Regions from separate parts of the Mus musculus genome. Here all the other regions are linked to region 1. Evidence: chromatin contacts called from public promoter capture Hi-C data. All regions are on one chromosome and are shown on one strand. The core of a region is the stretch at or near the end of the contact, and the rest is flanking DNA. Distances in the headings are between cores, read along the strand shown. Region 1 holds the start of Rab31 (RAB31, member RAS oncogene family). Region 2 holds the start of Tmem232 (transmembrane protein 232). Region 3 has its middle 12 kb from the start of Gm35400.

Region 1 (2,758 bases), core at 94-2,593:
CAGATGGGACAAGTTATGAGAGAGGCCAGAGAACTGAGGCTGCAGAATGCTTTGTCAAAACTTGCTTTGGGTGCCTGGAGACATGGCTCTGCAGTTAAGAGCACTGGCTGATTTTCCAGAGATGCTGAGTTCAGAGCCCAGGTCCCGTACTCCAACCTCCCACATGGCAGCTCACAAATGTAGCTCACCAATGCCCTCTTCTGATGTGCAGATGTACATGCAGACCAGACGTCCATATACTTCAAACCTTTAAACACTTCTTAAAACTGGCTTTCAGGCAGGAGAGATGGCTCAGCGGTGAAGAGCACCGATTGCTCTTCTGAAGGTCCTGAGTTCAAATCCCAGCAACCACATGTGAGCACATGGTGGCTCACAACCACCTGTAATGAGATCTGATGCCCTCTTCTGGTGAGAACTCCAGACTCAGCATACTGATAAGAACACCTGCCTGGCAAGAAAGCCAGGTAATGAGAACTGCTCTTCACTGTTCTCATTAAAGGGCTTCTGTTTTATTTCCAGGTTGCCTGGATCAATCCTTCTAACAGTTATCAGGCATGCTGGGCAAGCACTCTCCCAACAGAGCCACGTCCAGTGTTGCTGTTTAAAACATATGCATACAATTAGTAGTACCAGTAAATTTAGATTATTCTTAAAGAGCTGTCATTTCTACACAGCAACAAATGAAGTCATCCCAGAGGCTTGGAGGAACAACGGACCATACAAAGACCAGAGGCCATGGCCCCTCTGTGTGACGCTGCACGTAGCCTCAGTTTCCTAGTAGAGGAGTTTGCAGAAGGGTTGCCAGCCCCCCAGTTGTGGCTGGGCTCCTGCCCACATAGCTGTAGCGTTTTTCTACATGGAGAAAGGGGGCTTCCTCTACAGAGTGCACCTCTCTTTTCCCAGGCCCTGGTGCTCCAGTTTTGGAAGCCAAAACACCTGACTGCTTCTCGAATCATCCTTGAGTCATCCTTTGCTGCATACAGAAAAGAATGCATGCAGAGTAAAGTGAAGTGTTGGGAGGAAGCGATTTGAAGCCTGGGTATTAGAAGGGACAAGTTAACCCTTTCCTCCCCTCATCCCGGTTTCTCGCTGATGTTTCTTGCATCTGGAGGTCAGAGTCACTTTATGGTGGGACTACCCAGAGACTTTGAAGTGCTTCCTTGGGACCACAGCCAACAGCATAAACTGTTCCAATGGCTCTTTATGACGCGACGGGTCGTGTGTCCAGGGCAAGTGGTGCCCGACCGGGCTCAGAGCTGATCACGGAAGGGGATGATTTGCCCACAAGTCAGATGTTGGGTGGTCACTGGAGGCCGAAGCGGACCGGGGCCCGGGCGGAGCCGAAGCCCGGCGGCCAGGCTAGACTAGACGTGACGGGAGGAGCCGGCCGGCAGCACGTGACCGACAGCGGAGGCCGAGGCCCAGAAATAGCCGCCTTGGCGGTTCCGCCCCGCGGCCGGCGAGAGTCCTGGGAGACAGCAGGACGCAGGCTGGGCGCGGTGTGGCCCGGACGATGCTGCTGAGCCCCGGCCGGGCCCGACCCAGAGCACATGATGGCGATACGGGAGCTCAAAGTGTGTCTTCTCGGGGTAAGTCCTGGAGCCATCCTACGGGGGATCCCGGCTTCTGTGCGCCATTGTCTCTGCGCTGCCCGCCTCCCGTGCGCTTCCCCATGTCCCGCGCGCTCCATCCCGCGCCCGGCACCAGCCGCCTCCGCCCGCCACCAGATTCTCCCGAGCGCCCCGGATCGCTGCATCTGCGGCCGGGTATCTGGCAACCTTGGGGCTCGCCAGGCTGCGGGTCGGGCAGGGCGGGGTGGAGGGGTGGGAGGTGGGGGGGATTGTTGAGGACCAGAGGACAGCGGGTCATGCAGCCCCTGGGCCCCTAGGACTCTTGCCTCTGCCACTGGTGGCTCCCTCCCGGAGGAGTGTTTAAGTTAGGTTTTCCTCTGCCTCCTGCGGGGGTAGGTAGGGAGTAGTGATGGCAATTTCTTTATTCTCTCCGAAAACAAACCAACAAACCAATCCTTCCAAGCAAGGGAGGGAGTACCGGGGTTTTGGCCCGACTGCGAAGTATTAAGAGCAAACTCTGTATGAACTGTGTGTTCAGCACACTTTCCGTGCAGTGGATGAAAATGAAGCAGGATGAGAAACACCCGCCCCCAACACCCTTCCTCTTCCAAAACGAGTCTTAGTCCCAAGAAATATAAAAGCAGTCAGAAACAAAGAAAGAAACAACATCCAAACTCCGAGACTGGAGGGCCAGACTGACAAACTCCGGCACACTGCGCTGTCCCTTGAAATCTGCCCCCCCCCAGGGATTCAGTGTTTGGGGGTCATTTCCTTGGGGCTACCCACAACAAATTCCCGAAGTCTTCCCAAATAAGAGCTAATGTTATAAGCCATGTTCTCTGCAGTCTTCTGTAGTCTTTGGCATTATCACTGGGCATACCGCCCTGCCCTTGAAGTTGGCAAATCTGGCACTGCAAGGAAAAGTATTTCCTAAATAAAAGAGTAGGGCCGCATTCATTCTCCTCAAAGAAATGCTAATCAGGATGGTTATGGAGGTGAATACAGGCGATGTTGTGGATTAGGATCTGGTGCACCAGGGACTTGTGGTTTCACCTGGGCCCCGCCGAATCCTTTGATGGAAGTCGGATCCTCACACTGCCCTTGGCACTTCCCCTTAGCTAGTGGTTGGTGGAGAATCCCAGGGCTTCTGGCAAGGGCCTTTTCTTCCCCTTCAGTGTCAAGCAAGG
Region 2 (2,758 bases), core at 99-2,598, 230 kb after region 1:
TCTTCTTCTTCTTCTTCTTCTTCTTCTTCCTCCTCCTCCTCCTCCTCCTCCTCCTCCCCCTCTTCCGTTCTTCTAGTTTTTTTTAACTTTAAATTTTTTTTTTTTTTATATTTTACCATTCTATTGATCTACCTGTCTGTCGCTGTACCAGTACCATGCAGTTTTTATCACGATTGCTCTGTAGTATAGCTTGAGGTCAGGCATGGTGATTCCACCAGAGGTTCTTTTATCCTTGAGAAGAGTTTTTGCTATCCTAGGTTTTTTGTTATTCCAGATGAATTTGCAGATGAATTTCCAGATGAATTTCTAATTCGTTGAAGAATTGAGTTGGAATTTTGATGGGGATTGCATTGAATCTGTAGATTGCTTTTGGCAAGATAGCCATTTTTACAATGTTGATCCTGCCAATCCATGAGCACGGGAGATCTTTCCATCTTCTGAGATCTTTAATTTCTTTCTTCAGAGACTTGAAGTTCTTATTTAAAGAGAGAGAAAGGAACATACAGTTGGGTGGGTAGGTACGGAGATGGGGGGATCTGGGAGGAATTTGGGGATGGAAATACATGAATCAGAATATATTGTATGAAATAATGTTTTTTAGTTAAAAAAAACTATGCTTCACCCTCTCCAAAAGGAGGGGGGGGGAGAGAGAGAGAGAGAATACAAAAGACCTATTTGATAACCTTAGTTCATGCTAACGTTATAGTTTCCACTATGAGTCTCTTTTTTGAAGCACCCAATTATTTTTAGGAAATTTATGTCATAGGAAGATGTACGTACACTGGTTTCCCCATGTAACTAAAAATGTTTTCCGTCAGTACTTCCAGGTGTGAACATTTGTAAAAACCCAATCTTTCCTTTGTTAGTCGGCACAGGTAATCTTACAGGATGTTTTTAAGGCATTGAATTTAAACTCGCCCCCTTGTGGTTAGTATGTGTCAAAACACCCTGGGTATTTGGTGACTCGTATTTGGTTGCTGTGACAGTCTCCAGATTTTCTACAGAAAGAAATTTGCCAATAGCAACTTCTTCCAAAGATATACGGTCTAACAGGGCGTTAGGCATGGAGGACGTGCTGACTGCTGCCAAGGCGTTTTTGCGGCTGCTGGCAGCTACACACAGTACACAAGGAAGTCACGCGGAGTCACAGCTGTGAGCTTTTCGGTCGTCTTAAGCCAACGAAGGTTTTTTGTTTTTTGTTTTTGTTTTTGTTTTTTGTTTGTTTATTCGTTTGCTTGCTTGTTTGGATTTATTGCTTATAATCTGAGTACACGCGAGGTGCGGGTGGGGTAGGGCTGGTGGAATGACAGCTTGTGATTGGCTAAACCCTTGAGACAGTTAAAGGTCAGCCAGCGGGCTCCAAGAGCGACTTACACAGCATCCTTAGCAACCAGCTGGAGAGCCTGGCGGGAGCGCTGGGGTGAGTAATTGTAGCCCCTATTGTCGGTGACTTGGGGAACTAGGATTACGGTCCTATCCTTTAGTAACCCAGACCACAAAAGACCCAAATGTAGGTTGAACTTCACCCCCTCAGAGTCCCAAAAGCCCCGTCTCGAAGTTGAAGAGACTTCTAGTCATTGGGAAACTCCAGACCTATTTACCAGTTTTACAGTATCAGGCTCCAAATTAGAGTCTGTGCCCTGCAACTTCCGCTAGCTCCTTTGATAGAGGCAGTGTTTTGGGGAGAGTATAGAAGGTGGGGGAGCTCTGATAACTGTTCTAGGGCTTTGCTGATCAGTGTTCATGGTCCCCAGCAACTCAGTTCTTCCCCCACCCCGTCTTCCGTCTTCTTACCATCTCCCCATTCTCCTCGTACACGTACACTTTTGGATTTTCAAAGAGAAAATTCCAACATAAAGATTAGTACACGGAAAGGGCAAAGAATAGATGAAAACAAAACAAAAACTCACAAATAACCTAGAAAATAATGGCAAAGTTATCACTCAGGAAGCATTCCTGGAGGTAGGGAAGAGTTGGGTAGAAGTCTATAATTAAAGTTCATCTGATCGATGCCGTCTTCTCTGTTGTCTCTGGTCAGATTCTTTAGAGTTGTAGTTTAAACCTGGTGTTCCCTGATGCAAGCTACATGTCCAAAGGCTTGGTTTAATTTTTATATGACCTAGTTCTCAGAAGTCGCCTTTGAAGTCACATATTCTGAAGCTTGTTTTAATTGAAGCTTTAAAAAGCTGTCCAGAGATTAATAATAACTTTCTAGAAAGAAAAACACACAAACTGCCAAGCAACCAGGCATTTTGTTGGAGCTATTTCAATACGTGCTATGTCTCAGAAATGTTTTGATTTCTCATGTAAGGCTTCAAGGTAAGTGCTAGATTTCCATTTTGCTGATAACTATTGAACATTCCCCAAAATGTATCATTCATATAATTCCAGGAAGTAGTGTTCTAAAAAGTTGCTCTTGTCAATAAATTTGGAGAAAATTACATACATATCACATTATCTGTCATTCAAGATTCATTATATATGCACATATACTAATAACCCCCTAAATCTTACAGCATGTCAGTCTACACAAATTTGTTCCACACTGCACTTTTGGGAATTACTGTTTTAAATTAACCACACTGTTGTTTCCTCCTCCTCCTCCTCCTCCTCCTCCTCCTCCTCCTTCTCTTCCTCTTCCTCTTCTTCCTCTGGGTTCATTTCTTCAAATATTTCTGGTTGATTCAGTTTAAGTCCCCACTCCCTCAAATCTTTTCAAAACAACTTCAGCAAGTTAATGAATTATTCTACCCCCACT
Region 3 (2,758 bases), core at 189-2,688, 200 kb after region 1:
GGATGCCACGTTTACACAGTATTTCAGGTCAGCCTGTCAAATTTTGAACAGCCAAGAGCTTGGAGTAGTTGTAAGCACAAGCTTACAGTGGTAGACTAGATTATCGGTCCCAAAACTGTTTGACCATTCTACGCCTGGCAAGGGAGGTGGGGTCAGGGTGGCATGGAGGACTTGGCTTTCTAGGGGAGAAGGAGGACTAGGGAGAAGCAAAAAGGAACAAAGGGTTGATGGGGGAGAGGGATATTTGCCCCCAAAGAGACAAAGCACTACATCTAGATTGTCCCAAGGGGAAATGGTTGGTTCATAAAGGGAAAGGGGAAATCTTGTGTTGGGATGAGGTGTTTCATTTTGATGAGGCATGTTAATTAGGTGAGCCTAATTAATGGTTTTCAGCAAGGGGCAGAAAGGTAAAAGACCAAACGTGCTGACGTCATATTTGCCACACTCAGGCCTGCTGGGGACCTCTCAGATCAAGAATGACATACGTGAAGGTTGTGTCCTAGCAGTGCCAGTGGCTGAAAGCTTGAGTGTGGTCACAGGATGGTTTCAGTTTGGGGCATCAAGATTCAGCTGTATAGCTGGCTTGCCATCCAGTTAGCATGAATGCTAGGATGCCAAGGGTAACTAGCACAGAACTTCAAATACTACGTCTGAGTGAGGGGATGGGAGGGAAGGAGGCCTGCTGCTGTGACGAGGCTGGAATGAAGGTAGGCTGCAGTTCTGGCTCTCTTGTTTTATTAGCTTTGACTTTGGGTAGTTATCTCTTAGTTCCAGCTGTAGAAAGGAACACCTCTTAGCTCGGTGGCGTTGTGTGCCCAGCGTGCGAGAGCCCTGGGCTCAGCTTTCCAGAAAAGGCAGTGCTCTTAGAACAGAGCTGCTCACGGTCTGTTGGCACTGGGAGGTGAACAGCTGTAGTGGGGAGTTGTGCAGTTTAGGTTAAAAATAAATGCCAGCAAAGTCACCTGAAATGGAGCGCCCGCAGAGAAGCAGCAGGAATAACCATCCTGGAGTCTGAGGACAGGCCAACTTGAATTTGGATTTCAGCCATGCCCTTGACAAGTCATGAGCCCTTGAACAGCTTGAGAAACCATTCCAAGATTCAAGCTTTCTCATTTTAAAACGTGTGTGTGTGTGTGTGTGTGTGTGTGTGTAAGGGTGTCCATGTGCCGGGGCCTGTGTGTAGAGACCATTTGAGGTATCCCCTCAGCTATCCTGTTGCCCTGTGTCATGGAGATGCAGCAGCTTTGGATCTACAGACTGGCCCCTTTACACACTCCAGTAGTTCATAGATGGGGTAAATTGTTGGGAGCCGCTTTTCTGAAAAAGGGGGCGGGGGTAGAGAAAGTCTGCCTACCAGGCAAAGTCAAGGCAGGTCAGAGTCTGTCGGCAGATTTCCCGGCCTGCCAAGTCATGGAGCGATAAGAGGAGGTGCACTTGAGGCTCAAGGCGAGGGACTGAAGATCCTGTTGACCTTGGTGGAAGGAACAGGAGGGGAGAGGACTGGGTGAGTACAAGTGTCGTGTGTATATTTTAGCAACATTGTTTCAGTTTAGCTTGTGGCCTTGCTTCTCACGGGACTGGAGTCTAAGAAGGTCATGCGAAATTCACGTGGGGCTGGCGTGATAATGACCTGTAGCCCTCCCATATCTGTCTCTCGCATCTTCTTCCTATCTTCCATACAATCAACCTCCCTCCTCACCTCAGAGGAACATTCATTCAACTTCATGCCAGCCAGGCTGCTACAGCAAATGTTGGGGTGGAACAACTCCGAGTCCTGGATCTGGGCCTTCATGGGAGCCAAGTTGGTCCACCAGTCAGCTCTCTGTCACTACACCAGATAGGCCACCTAATGCCACGACCAACAAGGGGCAGGGCCAGTTCTCCCACTCTTACATCCTCAGTCCGGCTCACACACATTCCCACCAGCCAGTGAGAGGCAGCACTGCTTCTATACAGCTCTTGGACATCAACATGGTCCCACACAGCAGCCCAGACCAGGGACGTCCTCATGGCCTTTTGTGGTAATCTGAGCCATGGACATTGACACAGACCCCTGCCATCGCATGGCCACAGATCCAGACAGCTTTCAATGGCAGCACAGAGGGAGTTCACCATGGCCTCAGGTGGCAGGGCAGGCTACTCACACTAGGCTGCTCCTCTTTATCTTCTTCTCTCCAGTTCCACCTGTCTTCATATTGCTCAAAGCACTCCGCATCTCCTCTCCCATCTCTACCACGAGCTTGCACGTTGTCATATTGACTCCTGCTGTGAGCAGGCCACAGGATGGTGGGCAGGCCTCCAGTTATCTTCTACCCACCTCTGCTGCATGCAGTGGGTGGGCTTCACATTTTTGCTTTTTTTTTTTTAAATCATATAGAATTAACAAAACCCAAACCAAACAAATCTTAGTGGCAAAGGATGACATTGATCTAGAAAATGGAAAAATACTTGGAGAGACAGTCTTTTGCATAAGCAATGCTGCCTGCCAGGCATGTGCACTTCCGATTTGTGATTCCTTTCCTGACTTTGAAGGTTGCAGTAGATCACACTAGTCTCCTGTTACCAAGTTTCATTCCCCACTTAGTCAATCTAGTCTAAGAATATAAAATGGAAAGTTCTAGAATAAACTATAAGTTTAAGAACTGTGAAGTTGGGCTGGTAAGATGGCTCAACGGGTAAGAGCACTGACTGCTCTTCCAAAGGTCCTGAGTTCAAAGCCCAGCAACCATAAGGTGGCTCACAACCACTCATCATGAGA

What was found. Promoter capture Hi-C pulls out the DNA fragments that hold promoters and counts their contacts. Capture Hi-C pulls out chosen DNA fragments and counts their contacts.
Region 2: a contact with region 1 is called in a promoter capture Hi-C map of adipose tissue. The contact joins the promoter of Tmem232 here to the promoter of Rab31 in region 1. A contact is called at or near these places in 1 of 39 promoter capture datasets (liver), 2 of 484 Hi-C or Micro-C datasets (embryonic stem cells and muscle stem cells), 2 of 115 datasets of contacts at active chromatin or transcription factors (both in embryonic stem cells) and 1 of 9 other capture datasets (adipose tissue).
Region 3: a promoter capture Hi-C map of liver shows a contact between it and region 1, with 2.3 times the contacts expected there. The contact joins the enhancer-like site here to the promoter of Rab31 in region 1. A contact is called at or near these places in 9 of 39 promoter capture datasets (the C10 cell line, the HPC-7 cell line, cranial neural crest and 5 more), 5 of 484 Hi-C or Micro-C datasets (the HL-1 cell line, bone marrow-derived macrophages, embryonic stem cells and 2 more), 12 of 115 datasets of contacts at active chromatin or transcription factors (bone marrow-derived macrophages, embryonic midbrain, embryonic stem cells and 4 more) and 4 of 9 other capture datasets (adipose tissue, embryonic stem cells, liver and 1 more).

What each region holds. Positions count from the first base shown.
Region 1 is chr17:65,771,337-65,774,094 of GRCm38.p6, reverse strand. Rab31 (RAB31, member RAS oncogene family) reads left to right here and starts at 1,343. Exons shown (of 7, transcript NM_133685.2): 1 at 1,343-1,589. The coding sequence starts at 1,551.
Region 2 is chr17:65,539,372-65,542,129 of GRCm38.p6, reverse strand. It overlaps Tmem232 (transmembrane protein 232), which reads left to right and starts at 1,348. Exons shown (of 15, transcript NM_001008973.2): 1 at 1,348-1,420.
Region 3 is chr17:65,570,286-65,573,043 of GRCm38.p6, reverse strand. No RefSeq gene overlaps it. Among named protein-coding and RNA genes, the nearest start is that of Gm35400, 12 kb to the right of the region's middle. Within about 2 kb of position 1,438, at least 26 of the 459 cell types and tissues checked have an H3K27ac peak or open chromatin away from gene starts, as enhancers often do. A contact at or near this core is called in granulosa cells and muscle stem cells, where this site is marked.